2 separate regions of the Zea mays genome follow, and region 2 is linked to region 1. Evidence: chromatin contacts called from public Hi-C data. All regions are on one chromosome and are shown on one strand. Each heading gives the region's core, a stretch centred on a gene start, on an enhancer-like site or on the middle of the called end of the contact. The rest is flanking DNA. Distances are from core to core; before and after follow the strand shown. Region 1 holds the start of LOC103630734 (probable E3 ubiquitin-protein ligase ZFP1). Region 2 holds the start of LOC100501868 (16S rRNA processing protein RimM family).

What was found. Hi-C and Micro-C count contacts between places; a contact is called where the count stands out from the background.
Region 2: a contact with region 1 is called in a Hi-C map of leaf, with 7 times the contacts expected there. The contact joins the promoter of LOC100501868 here to the promoter of LOC103630734 in region 1. A contact is called at or near these places in 2 of 25 Hi-C or Micro-C datasets (ear and leaf).

What each region holds. Positions count from the first base shown.
Region 1 is chr6:176,031,129-176,037,918 of Zm-B73-REFERENCE-NAM-5.0, forward strand. It overlaps LOC103630734 (probable E3 ubiquitin-protein ligase ZFP1), which reads left to right and starts at 3,099. Exons shown (of 6, transcript XM_008651779.3): 1 at 3,099-3,377; 2 at 6,249-6,790. The coding sequence starts at 6,324. It overlaps LOC100191858 (splicing factor U2af subunit), which reads left to right. Exons shown (of 2, transcript NM_001137282.1): 2 at 1-1,007. The coding sequence ends at 679.
Region 2 is chr6:176,313,724-176,320,513 of Zm-B73-REFERENCE-NAM-5.0, forward strand. It overlaps LOC100501868 (16S rRNA processing protein RimM family), which reads left to right and starts at 3,493. Exons shown (of 9, transcript NM_001196509.1): 1 at 3,493-3,932; 2 at 4,029-4,163; 3 at 4,691-4,801; 4 at 5,258-5,539; 5 at 5,831-6,030; 6 at 6,238-6,472. The coding sequence starts at 3,561.

The DNA of each region.
Region 1 (6,790 bases), core at 1,849-4,348:
TGAGGACATCTATGAGGAGTTGGGGAAGTTTGGTGAGATTGAGAATCTGAATGTTTGTGATAACCTTGCTGACCACATGATTGGGAATGTCTATGTCCAGTTCAGGGAGGAAGAGCAAGCAGCCGCAGCATACAATGCTCTTCAGGGGCGCTTTTACTCTGGCCGCCCTATAATTGTTGAGTATTCTCCTGTGACCGACTTCCGTGAAGCAACCTGTAGGCAGTTTGAGGAGAACAGCTGCAACCGTGGTGGCTACTGTAATTTCATGCATGTGAAGCAAATTGGCAGGGATCTCAGGAGGAAGCTGTATGGGCGTTCTGCTTCCAGGAGGTACCATGGGAGAAGCCGAAGCCGAAGCCCGCCACCACAAAGGAGGGGCCACCGTGACCGTGATGACTACCACCACCGTGACCGTGATGACTACCGTGGTGGCGGCGGTGGTGGAAGGGGAAGAGGTAGCAGGTATGACAGGTACGATGACGGAGCAGGCAGAGGTGGCAGGCATGGCAGGTATGATGATGGAGCAGGCAGAGGCGGCAGACATGACAGGTATGATGATGGAGGAAGGCGCAGGCATGGTAGCCCCTCAAGGCGTGCAAGGAGCCCAGTCAGGGAAAGCAGCGAGGAGCGAAGGGCCAAGATTGAGCAGTGGAACCGTGAACGGGAGGGAAAACAGTGAGCTCTCCGTGGCTACTGTTTGCCGGACTTGTTGCTTAGCTCCGGCTCTCATCGCTATATTCTAAGTATGCTTGTGTGGATTGCATTCTGCATGGCTAAGTAAAACCTTTTAAGATCAGGATTCCTCGGTTCATTTTATGGTTAAACCAGACATCATTTGTTTCCATCTGTGTTGTGTCGGATCCTTTGCTATTATGTTATTTTGACAATTGGTGTCAAATCTTTTGTGGTGTGCTATTAGCTTATGATGATGTCAGTTGTGGTTTGTCACTAGATTTGCCATCTGGCTTTCAGTCGTGTGTTATGCTGTTCCATGGCGGATTTCTTGTTTTCCCTCTTCTCATTTTTGCTCAATGCTCCTAGACAGTGCTTGGGCTGCCGTCATTGTACTATGTGCAGTAGCACGGAGCAGGTTCTATTCAGTTTGAGCTGTCTTTTGTCTTGGGTTCATGGCAATCTGTGGTTTCTAGTTTTGCATTGTTTCACTTCGAGTGAAGTTTAAAATAGGGCTGCTCGTCCTGTTAGGGCCATGACATGGAAGGGAATGGCAATGGCGGTATCCTTGTTTCAATATCGCTGCATGTTGTCGGTGTCAATCCTGTGAGATCACATATGCGCCTTAAACAAACTTCATTTGACTCGTGATTTGTGCACGTGTGTAGCCCGAGTAGAAAACCAAAACCCACGGACAGTTGACTTTGCACGGTGTAGCCCGACTCGCTGGAAAAAAAAAGATCATGTCAGAGGTGGATTTTTTTAGAGCATTCCCTCGAGACGTTTCAGCCTTTCAGGTTACGTTTCTGGTTCTATATATAGTACGTAGGTTTTGACTTTGTATTTAAATATACATTATATCTGTATATAATATGGAGAGGGTCTAATTTTTTTTAAAATATGCTATAGTTTATAATAGAGTCACGGAGGAAGTGGAAAAGAATAAAACCGTTCGAAAGCCCTACTGAGGTAGGAAGATAATTAAAACAGTTTTGAGCTGCGGGCACTTGCATCATCTCTAAACGGTTTTAAGAGCTGACGATTTAGAACATCGGATTTTATGCTAGTTTGGGAACCCTATTCTTCCAGAAGATTTTCATTTTTCAAAGAAAAATAAACGAATTTACGTTAAGAAAATAGAAATTATTTAGGAGAATGGGGTTGCCCAAACTAACCTTCGTGAAGAAAACCTGAACCCTAACCACAGTGGTGGGGGAAAGTAGAAATCCTTTCGCCCTTAGATCCGCTCGAGCTCGTTCACAAAAGAAGATTCCCTCACCTGGCATCTCCCTCGGGAATATCCTGCTCGAGGGATCAGATCCTCCTTCGGACAATAGTTTCTTTTTTATTCCGTAAACTCGATCCATCCATACTCTGTCTGAAACTCTCATGTTCCATTTTGCTCTACGGTTCTACCGTCTCAGCTAATCCATCACGTAGCCTCAGGTGAAAAAAAAAGAGCAGCGCGCCAGGCAGTGCTACTCGGTCGGAGCCGCGGCGAGGACGGAGATGAGAGGACCTAGTATAGAGCACGTGAACGGCGCGCGGCCCTGGCCCTGGACCCTGGTCCTCGGTGGTCGTCTCCTCGCAGCCGCCGCGAAACCAGGCGCCGAGACCACAGCCACACCGGGGCTGCGACGAAGCCGCGTGACCAAAGAAAGCCATCGGGGGCGCGGCGCGGGCCATGTGCCGCACGAGAGCCGTTGCGTTGCGTGGCCACGGCGCCGCCAGACTCTGCTGGCTGCCGGCGCCCACCAACACAGGCTTGTATAGTTGTATGTACTGTCGCCATCCGCCGCGCCGGCGCGGCACGCTAAGGTCAGGTGTAAAAGTGACATGACGTGGGCACTGGCCGCGGGCGACGGGGACGACAGCACAGAGCGAACGATCGGCGAGCTGTGGTAAAGCGTAGCGTTTGCACAGCAGCCACTTGCAGAGGATAGGCAGAGTGGAGTCTTGTAGTGGATGAGGAGCCAGCCAACAACGGATCCAAGGAAAAACGATCACCGCGACTCCTTCTCTTCTCTGAAAGCACACACGAGAAGGAGACGTACTCTTCTTTCCCGAAAGCTTCGTCGCCGTAGCTCGTTTTAGGAGCCAACGTGACACGACACGACGAGCACACAGAGATTGGTTGGGAGGATAAGGATATGCTGGTTTGACGCATAAATAGCAGAAGAGACGAACAGATAAGCACGGCCAGCGCTAAAAAAAGACGGCATGGGCATGGGCATGGCATGGCACTGGCAGCCGCGCTGTCCGAGGCCCCGATGCAAAAGCGGCCCGAGACGGAAAACGTGAGCACGCGATTTGAATCACACCGCACCCTCTTTTTTTTTTTCTCAACCCCCTTGTCCAAACAAAACAGTACAGTAAAAAGAAACCCATTAAAAAAGCGTGAGACTGAGACAGGACAGCCCTCCTCCTCCTCCTCCTGGTCTATTTTTTCCTCTCCTTCCGTCCGTCCCCGAAAAGCTCCTCGCGCTTATAAGTACGCGACCCACCCGTACCGTCGCACCCTTCCGCCGGTCGACCGATCCCCCCCACCCCCACCGGATACCACCGCCTCCACCAACCGATTCCGTTCCATCCCCCCTCCCCCCTCGCTCGAGCGCGAGGCTTCTCTCCCCTCCCCTCCCTTCTCCTCCCCCCCCGGCGCGGATTCCTACAGCCAGCTCCCTCGCCGATCGCGGTCCCGTCCCGAGGTGATGCTTCCCGAATCGCCTCGTTCCCCACCTTCCTCGTCGAATTGTCTGGGCTGCGGACCAGCTCGCCGTGTCCCGTCCGTGCGACTGTGTCTGCGCGCGCGCGGGGGCGCGGGGCGGGGCGGGGAAGGAATCGGGTCCCCGGGCGCCCCGATTCGGGCCGCGATTGGGCGTTCGGCCAGCTGCGAGGACCTGTCTGTGAGTGTGTGAGGGGTCTCGTTCGAACGCCCTCGGGCGCGTCGCGTTTGGTTGGGGCATTCCTGCTGCAGACCGCGCCCGTCGCGGGAAGCTGCAGGAAGGAAGGGATTTTGCTTGTCCCGTCGGTGCACGGTTTTTGTTTTTGTTTTTGTCCCACAAGGATTCTGTGCTGCAACTGCGTGCTTCGGCTCGGTTCGATACGCAGCGAGCCAAGCTAACTTCATGGTTCAGGGATGTACTGTGGTGTGGAGCTCGGAGTCAACATTGTTGGTGATGCATGCAGCAGCGGACTCGGACTTGCGGTGTCGACGTATATCGTTTAAAATTTGTGCGGCGTAGTATTTTTTTTCTTCTTCTTCTTCGATTGGGATGGTTGTACAGATTGAGACTCTACTAACCACGGTCAGCATACAGCTTGTTCGCTGCGGCTTGCTGCGGCTGCAATCCGGCTGCGGCTGCGGCTTCTACAGTATTTTTCTCTCTATGGATTGCAGCTGCAGCAGTCCAAACAGCTGCAACAGTGTCGGCTTGTAGCCAGCCGAACACGCCCATAGGCTTTAGGTAGTCCCCGGATAACTTCACGTGGGAATGGCAGACCCTTAGTGCTAATTTGGGAGCCACAAAACAAAACCGGAGGGGATTAGAGGGGCTAAAATCCCCTTCTTATTGAAAATTGAATATTTATCCCCTCCGGTTTTTGTACTTCCAAACTAGCCCTTAGTTGAATGTGGACAGGAGATAGCTGTGCCGCCCTGCTGTCGTGTTCATTGCTGCTTAGCAATGATACTTGGTTTTAATGATCAGGGAATGGTTTGGACTTTGAATGTTGTATCTGAGCTTAGGTTTGGTTTGAAGAATTTAGTTAGAGCACGTTCTTTGTTTCAATTTTAGAATCAAGTGTTTTCAGTTATTTGCTACTTGGGTATGAAGTTTTTCAGTTGCTAGTGTTGTGGATCTTGGTAGTTTTTTGTTGGGCCTTTTTAGGGTCTGTTGAGGGGGAAAGGGTTTTTCCTACCTGCTATATTGCACTGGAAGACAATGCATTCTGCAAATGAGTTTACAACACTAGCCAACAAGAGTTTGGTAGGGTTGTTGCGCTTGCAATCATATATCCATATAACATCTCGTCAAAGTTAATGCCATTTAATCTATCCTTTTTGTGGTTGCTTTAGATTTATGAGTCTCGACAACTTAACTTTGCAATATAAGCTCCGTAACAAGGGCACGGATGGGCACAGAGGAACAGAAACGCCAAACTCCAAGAAAGGCGCAGACTCGGTAACGGACAAGTAAATAAATGTGCTAGGTTGCTAAATTTATCGACCCCATCCCATCTGAAAGCCTCTAATCTTCTTAAACAAGTAAAGCAAAAGCTGAATCTTTCAAGTAAGGCAAGCTATTACTAAAATGGCTTACCAATCAATTTATTCCCAACCATGGAATCTGAATTGTCGTAATTGTTTATATGAGTTGTCATAACTTGTTGTGCAGCTTACATATTGTCGTTTCACTGTTTGGACCTATGCCCGTAATTACTCTTCCCCCAAGTCAAACAACTCATCCTTGAGTTTGTGATGGACATGGTTGATGCGAGGGTATGATGTCCACATGACACAACACGAGGGGAACCACAAAATAATTTATTTGTTGCTTTTAGAGTACTCTTTCACCCTCTTTCCACTACCTCCCTCTCCTTTGGCAATCTCGTCCACGGTGGGCCAAACTTAGGTTTACCAATTTGCATCGTGTCACGTCCTTTGTTTGTAGGAGCATGGAGCAATGAGTGAACACACCCTGGTTACATGATACTTCGATTGCTATGCTTTTTTCTGTTCTTTTTTTTTTCATTCTACCCCTGCAATGTAGTGCAAGCTTGAGTCTCTCTGTCAGATTTTCTTTATTCTTCCCATGCTACCTTTGCTAACTGCATGGATTCTCTTTAGCGACTGTTTAAGTTCTTATGTAGTGAACTACATACTCTCTTAATGTGTGTTTGAAGTTTGGGATTTTGTTCAGATCAAGCATTTCACATCCAGTGGTCTACATTGTAATTGTAGGATTAACGTGTCACAAACTAGATACATTGCATCATAGCCAGATTAGTAATTAACATCATCAGATATGTGTTTAACTATGTGGAAGCGTAGTAATTGACTACAGGAAGATTTGAAGGCAATAGAAACTAGTTCACCAGGTAACTGTAAATTAGGCTTTGTAAAATGACCCCAATTGCATGTCCCAATGTTGTGACTAGTCGGCACTTATCTATCAACTAGTTGTACACTAGTTACCATTCTACCCTACAGGTAACAAAAACGTTGCATGACACCAAGTGTTAATGCCTTTAGTAAACACAGTCATCTTCATATAACCAATGAACATTTTTGTTACCTGTAGGGTTGTGGACCAAGTTATCAAGGCCTCTTCATATCAGCAAGAATTAAACTATTTTACATTTTTCTTATATATGAGCTATTCAATATCTTCTGCTACCTAGACCCAGTCCCGTGCAAGTTTATTTTGTTAATATTTTGTCCCCACTTGCAAGCTTCAGCATGTACTTGGAATTATCCTGTCTGCTATCATTAAACAAGATGTGCTTTGCATTTACATCTCTTGTTATCCATATTAGATTGAATGCTGACCATGTTTGGTAAAAAATCTCGTTTGCAGGGAGAGGTGATGATAAAGGATATTTGCTGACCAAACTTGCAGTAGTTCTTCTTTAAGGAAATAGAACTTGGCGTCATGACACATAGAAATATGCTCTGGACACATCAGTCTGTTAATCCTGAATGGGAGCAAAGACATGCCCAAGTTCAACCAGGAAGTTCCTATTATGCAGGCACTGCAAGTGATTCATCCAACCTGGGTGTGCAAGTTGCTGTGGGAGTTCCAGGAAATACTGCTAATGTTGGTATATGTGATTTGCGGAATCATGAGTGCCCGCATGTTCATAATTCATACCCACATGCCGGTGTTACATCAAGATTTGTCTTCCCAACTACTATGTACAACCCTAGCATGTCAGCAGCAGCTGTCAACATATATATTCCTCAGACTCAAAGCTTTGGACTAGGCAGTGTGCTACCACCATCTTTACATAATCAAGTTCCCACAGGAACTATTGATGAGAGTAGCAGCAGTGTCAATTTTGGTGATAGTGCTATTGGATTCATGAAAAGGAAAAATGCAGTAGTTGCTGGAAGCCATCA
Region 2 (6,790 bases), core at 2,243-4,742, 280 kb after region 1:
TGAAGCTGTAAGATGCATTTGTTACAATATATGTCGGTGGTTGGTTATGGGAAGAAAAATAAAAAAGTGTAAAGTTTTTAAGAATACTATTCCAATACCTTTAAGGGCATTTATATATTCTGAAGAGAAATAAACACTGGTCATGGGTGTGTTAATGCTATGTCTAGGTCCTGCGCAGCAATTAATTAAATCAAAGACTATGACGTTAAAATACTATGAACTTGGTTTCAAATTTTTTTTTGGCTCAGTTACCTCTGGTTAGCAAACGTTTTTGTTCAAGTGCCCGCTTTCGATTTTGGTGTGCAAGTGTGGCATTCTTGGATACTACAACATTGCAAATATTTTTAGGAGTAAACATAGCAGTTGATGCTGACTGTTGTATTATTTCAGAGGACCTGTTAGAAGGTGTGTGATTCTCGTTGCCCATGGCCTGCATCTCAGAAAAAAAATTGACTGAATTTTTTTAAAATTTAGAGTAGTTTTCTAGTTGTACCTATGTAGTTTATGTCTATTTTCTCTTTTATTTGTATATTTAGTTTGTTAATAAGCTTACAGTAGTAGCAAATGCATATAAAAATTTGTGCTAATGTATTCCGAGCAAATATTTAGAAGTTAGCTAAGGTCGTGTTTCCTATCCAATGATTAGGATTTAATGTGAATTTGTAAAAACATAACAAATTACTAAGCAAAGGATCATAATAACTGAATATTCATTTAAGTAAACCACACTGTTTATGGAAAAGGATTATATAATGAAATGTAACTTGATCAAGCATTTTTTTCTTTGACCAGATATGTAGAAGCTAATGCAGCTCTCTATCTTTTTTCCCAAACCAAATATAAGGATTTACTGTATATTGAAATTAGCAAAGCTGTGAGCCGTAAATCCATGGACAAATCTGTACTATACATTCAAAAAATGAATGCCTTATCCAGTGGTAATGCAGCAAGCACACAGAATGTTTAGAGTAAATGTACAAAGCAATAGATAGTAAAGCACACTATTTATGAAAAGGATTCTATAATGAAATGTACCTTGATGAAGCAGGTTTTTTCCCTGACCAGATATGTAGAAGTTAATGAAGCCCTTCCTTTTTCCAAACCAAAGATAAGGATTTTCTATAAATTGAAACTAACAAAACAGTTAGCAGTCAATGCATGGACATATATGTGATAAGGTACTATAGATTAAAAAACGAACGTATTGTTTAGAGGTAATGCAGTAAGCACACATAATGTTTAGAGTAAATGTGCAAAGCAATGGATAGTTATGCAAAGAAGAAATACGTAATAGTACCACTAATGGGAAAAAGTTATATCGGAGGACACTATTAGGAAATGGAATGTATAATTAAATATTTCTTGATGAAACAGATTTTATTTCCCTGAGCGAATATGTAGAATTTTATGAAGCTCGTGCTTCCAAACCTAAGATTATAATTTACTGTAAGCAGTAAATGCACATTCGATTATATGGTGAAGTAGGCAGGATGGGGAAAAGATCAGTACCACTACACACCCAAGTTATAATTTTGTATCAAATTATATTAATAATGACATAGCAGCAAGCTAATAGCGAGAGCAGATAGACATATGTATTTGGGAAATGTAATTAAACGGATGACCAATACTTGCATTGGGAAGTTACCAAATGCAAGCATACAAAATGTTTAGAGTAAATGTACAAAGCAATAGATAGTAAAGCACACTGTTTATGAAAAGGATTCTATAATGAAATGTATCTTGATGAAGCAGGTTTTCTCCCTGGCCAGATATGTAGAACTTAATGAAGCCCTTCCTTTTTCCAAACCAAAGATAAAGATTTTCTATAAATTGAAAGTAACAAAACAGTAAGCAGTGAATGCAATGATAAGGTATCATAGATTAAAAAAATGGACGTCTAGCCTGTGCAAATAAATCAATAAACATACAAATACTCGATCTCCGCTATAAATGCTTTAATTTGCGCGTGCTACGATTCCCGTGCAGGTTAGTTTAGATCCTGTGTGTCATTTGTGTTTGGTGCTAAAACCTCGGAGGAAGCACCAGTAGTATTGCAGAACGGGAAGTTACCAAGTGCGAGCAAATAGACAGACATCCGTTGGATAAAAGACATGTATTTGCAAACCCTAATAGTGAGGACACTCAAGTGCAAGCAGATAGACTAAGATCTGATGGGGAAAAGACATTTATGTATTTGTGAACCCTAATAGCCAGGACACTCGGTTGTACGATGCTATGTTTAGGGAAAATAGATTTGTACCTGACGGACGCGGCATGGAGTAGCGACAACTCGCTGTTGTTAACGCCGGAGCCTAGAGCGGTGGAGTCGGGATCTTGAAGGACGCGACAGTGCAGTGCGAAGACGCACAGTCGCGAAGACAGCGAGACTCGAAGGTCGCAGCGGTGGAGCGGGGAGCCGGAACGAGGATGGATACGCGGCCACGGAGACGGCCACGGCCAAACTGGGGGCGGCGGCGTGGTTACTCAGCTTTTGCAGTCGCGAGCCGGCTGATTTATTCGCCGTCTGGAAGCCTCTGGTAGCGGCTAGCGGATACAGAGAAATAAGAGCACGCGGCGGAAGGCAGAGTGGAAGCCTTTGGTAGCGGCTAGCGGATACAGAGAAATAAGAGAGACGAAGCGTTTGGCAGCGGTTGTGGATGGTGTTTCTTTTGCATCCATTCGTTTCTTTCTGGACTCTCGAAGGCTCGCGAGTCCCCGAAAGTATAACAGTCTTGACTTTGGAGGCTCAGTCGCATCGTTGGATGTCGATCATACGGAAGAGATTTAAAAGCCTACATGGATACTCTAGATACGTTTCTTTGCTCCCTGGTTTAATATATAGAAATGTTCATCAATTGATGTACATACGAGAGGCAACTAGGCAAGAAAATCAAACTATAAATCAGTCCTTTGAAAAGGTCGTTTTTCTCTCCCGGAAAACAGGTAGCCCACCTAAAACCTGCAGCCCAGCGTCCCGGCCCAGCCCAATCACCAGTCAAGGCACGTGCACGTAGCAGCCCACGGGCCGCGTGCTAAAACCTATTTGCAGATATTTCAGTCTCCCGTAGTGCCTTAGACTGTCTCCAGCAACGTCCTCTATATACATCCTCTATATCCGTCCTTTACAGTCTTCTCTAAAAGATTCCATCTCCTATATCTACTTTCTCTCCAACAACGTCCTCTAAATCACGTCCTCTATATGTAAATACCTATATTAAACATATTTTTAATTTTTTAATTTTTGTACATACGTATTTGTCACACTCTCAAATGTATTGTACATATTTTAGTTTTATTAAACCGGTTGTTTAAAGTATTCAAATAGATAGAGAACCGTTTAGAGAAACTCTACATATAGAGGATCCAGCAGCGTTCTCTAAATTTAGAGAACCGTTTAGAGGACGTTGCTGGAGGGAGTAGAGGACGTCCCCGTCCTCTAAATTTAGGGTACAGAACCCTTTAGAGGGTCTTGTTGGAGCCAGCCTTACGGTCTGGATCCTCCTATCCAATTCCGTCTCGCGTTCCTCTCGTCGGCTCGTCGCTCTCCGAGCCGCGAAATGGCGCCTCCTACCTCTGCATCGGCGCGGCCGCTATCCCTCCCCCTCACCGTCCCTCTCTCCTGTCACCGCTCCCACTTGCTCCCCGCGCCCAACGCTCGCCTCCTCACCCGGCGCCGCGTCGCGCTCGCGCCGACCCGGCCTGGCGCCACGCTCCTATCCAGCCTCAGTGACGCCCGGGAGGAGGAGGAGGATGAAAGTGGTTTCTATGAGGAGGATGAGCAACAGGAATTCGAGGATGAGGAGGAACAGGGGTACGACGGGGAGAACGAGGAGCTGGTCGAGGTGGGATACGTGTCAGGCGCGCACGGGGTGCGCGGCGACGTCCTCGTCACGCCACGCACCGACTTTCCGGAGCTCCGCCTTGCCACGGTAACACCAACCTCGATTGGCTGTGGACACCCCGTCAATGGCGATTGCTACTAATTGGCTGGCGTTTCTCGTTTATCTGTTTGTTTGTTCTGACAGCCGGGGACGAGATGGCTGAGGGCTCGAGCTGCTGGCAAGCAGCAGGTCAGGGAATTCGAGCTTGTTCGGGGAAGGGCGCACACGGGGAAGAAGAGTTGGATCGTCAGCTTTGATGGCGTCAACAACCTGGACGAGGTCTGCCTGCTTTGCATTCCCCTGCAGTCATTTGCATTTTGCCAGTTAATCTTATCCCTCAACTAGTCTAAGTGGTAGTGTAGTACGCAGTCTTGCTTAGTTTCTAGAATGAGCAGTTATTTAGTGGAAGATTGATGGGAATCCTTTACTTAATGTAAAATTCTTTGTTGTACTGTTTCTGTTCCTCTCCGTCTGCATATGAGATGTACAGTCACAGATGGTAACAGCTGGCCGTCTAAGACCCTATTTGGAAGCACTCAATTTTTAAGAATCTGGTTTATAGAAATTGAGGTGCTTCCAAACATATCAGTTTAGAACTCAGTTTATAGAAATTAGATTCTCAGTTTCTTAAAAACCAAGAAGCTGGACTCTCCTAGCTAAAAGATAAAAGTGGTCTCTTAAAAACTAGGTTGCTTCCAAACAGGGCCTAATTCTATGACTGGCTTGACTGTAAGAGTAATTCCGCTCAAACTACCCAACTTTACTCTTCGTTTTCTGATGTAATCCATTTGCCCTTCTCTTTTCAGGCTAGGCAAATAGTTGGTTCAGCTGTACTTGTGAAAGCTCGAGATAGACCAGAAATTGAGGATGATGAATTCTATTCACTTGACCTTGTTGGAATGAGAGTTATTGTCAAGGTACTTACATCTTTGTTGTATTTTTCAAGATATTGCAGCAATGTCGCTTCATTGGTTGGTTTCAGTTACAAAATTACGATGTGATGTAGGCAGTTTTAAAAGGCATGTCCCATGCACTTTTATACTTCTTGATAAGGAGAATTTTCGTCTATGCTACTTGTCCAGTCATGGTTTTGGTCCATGCCACTGTAAATACTTGGTTAAGACATAAGAATCATTTGTGTTTTAAAATAACTCCCTCCACTCCCTAAAAGTAGACACAGCCGTTATGACCTTCGTTCGATACCTTTTCAAAACCGTTTTGTCCACCCCCAGCAAGTGTAGTAGTAAACAACACGGCCAAAAAATGCACACATAATAACCTACTTTTTTTGGCGAGAAACACACTATACTACTTATTTCCCATGGAAGTATTGTCAATTGTCATCAAGTTTAGTAACTGAAATTAGTCCACAGGATACAGGCAAGCTCGTAGGAACAGTTGGTCAGGTTTTCAATTTCGGAGGTGGAGATCTTCTACAGGTGATAATGGGCTCTTCTGAGGGTACTGCTGTTGATCCAGATTCAGAAAATCAAGATTCAATTTCATCACGTGAGCATGTGTGGATTCCATTTGCTGAAGATATTGTACCTGATGTTGATATGGCAAGCAGAGAAATGCGGATTACACCTCCGAAGGGGTTACTTGAGCTCAATTCTCGTTCTGACAAGAGATCGAAGAAAGAAAGGCGTGCGATGGTTAGGTCTGCATCATCCTTTTCTGGCATCCATGCTCGCATCTACAGCCATGATTTGCATCTTAAAAGAAATAAAGAATGTGTCAGGTCCATAGTACTGAAATGTTGATAGCAGCAGATGTCCTGGCTGAAGATTGTAGATATTATATTGCATGTATTATAACAAATCAAATTATACCATTAACTTCCGTGCTTCAGGTCCTAACAAAAAGCAATGTGATATTTGGTGTTTGATGGTTTATACTCTGTTATTTATTTTTAATAATTCATGACCCAGATTTGATTGTTGCAGGAGTGGAAGGACAGGAAAAGGTTTCAACGTCGTGTAATTGCAGGAAAGAAGGTACTCTCCGAAATGGACCAAGTCCATGTTCTGGAAGGTTTGGTATCAGGGGACAAGGTCCAAAAGGCATCACTTGCAGAGCAGATTGGGAGCATTGACTTTCAATTGTTCCGACATGCAGTACATTGTGTTAGCAAGCAGATTGAGAGGTAACACCCTTTATTCAATATCCCACCAAAGACTTCTTAAAAAGATAGAACAATAGGTTTATTCACTGTGCTTTTACTATATACACATGTTGACACTACCCAAATGCCAGATATAGAAATCACACTTTGTTTGCTTTTGGTGGAAGAGCACCGTTTAGTCATTTTTTAAAAGCTCTCATATTTGCTCTTCAAACTTGTCAATTTCAGCTCTTCAATGAATTTGCTCGCTAACTCTTCACTGTCAAGGAAAAAAGTGATCAAAATACCATACAAGACTCTCATCAACCTTGGGGACAAAGCTGAACATGCATTCAGTACTGAATTTAAAAATGGACTTGACATTCTTTTGAAGTCCAAAGCAGCTATTGTGCTTGTTAGAAACGGCTCTGACTCTGATACTGAGTTTCTGAGTTTGCTCAATTCTTTTAGTGAATTAATGAAGGTATGCATTCTTTGTCATTGTTGTTAATTGTAATTTTAACATATAGAATTATAGATGTAGAATATATTATTGTGGGTCCTTGCTCTCTGTTTATTTTCCTATAACAACAATAACAAAGTCTTTTAGTCCCAAACAAATTAGGTAGACTAGGGTTGAAACCCAACTGAAGCCACAATTCAAGGTTTAGACACGTTAGTTGTTTTTATGCAGTTATGCACTCCTATTAAAGGCTAAATCTTTGGGTATATTCTATCTTTTCAAGTCCCATTTTATTGCCTTTTCTTATGTCAACTTCAGTTTTCCCCAGCCTCTTTCCAC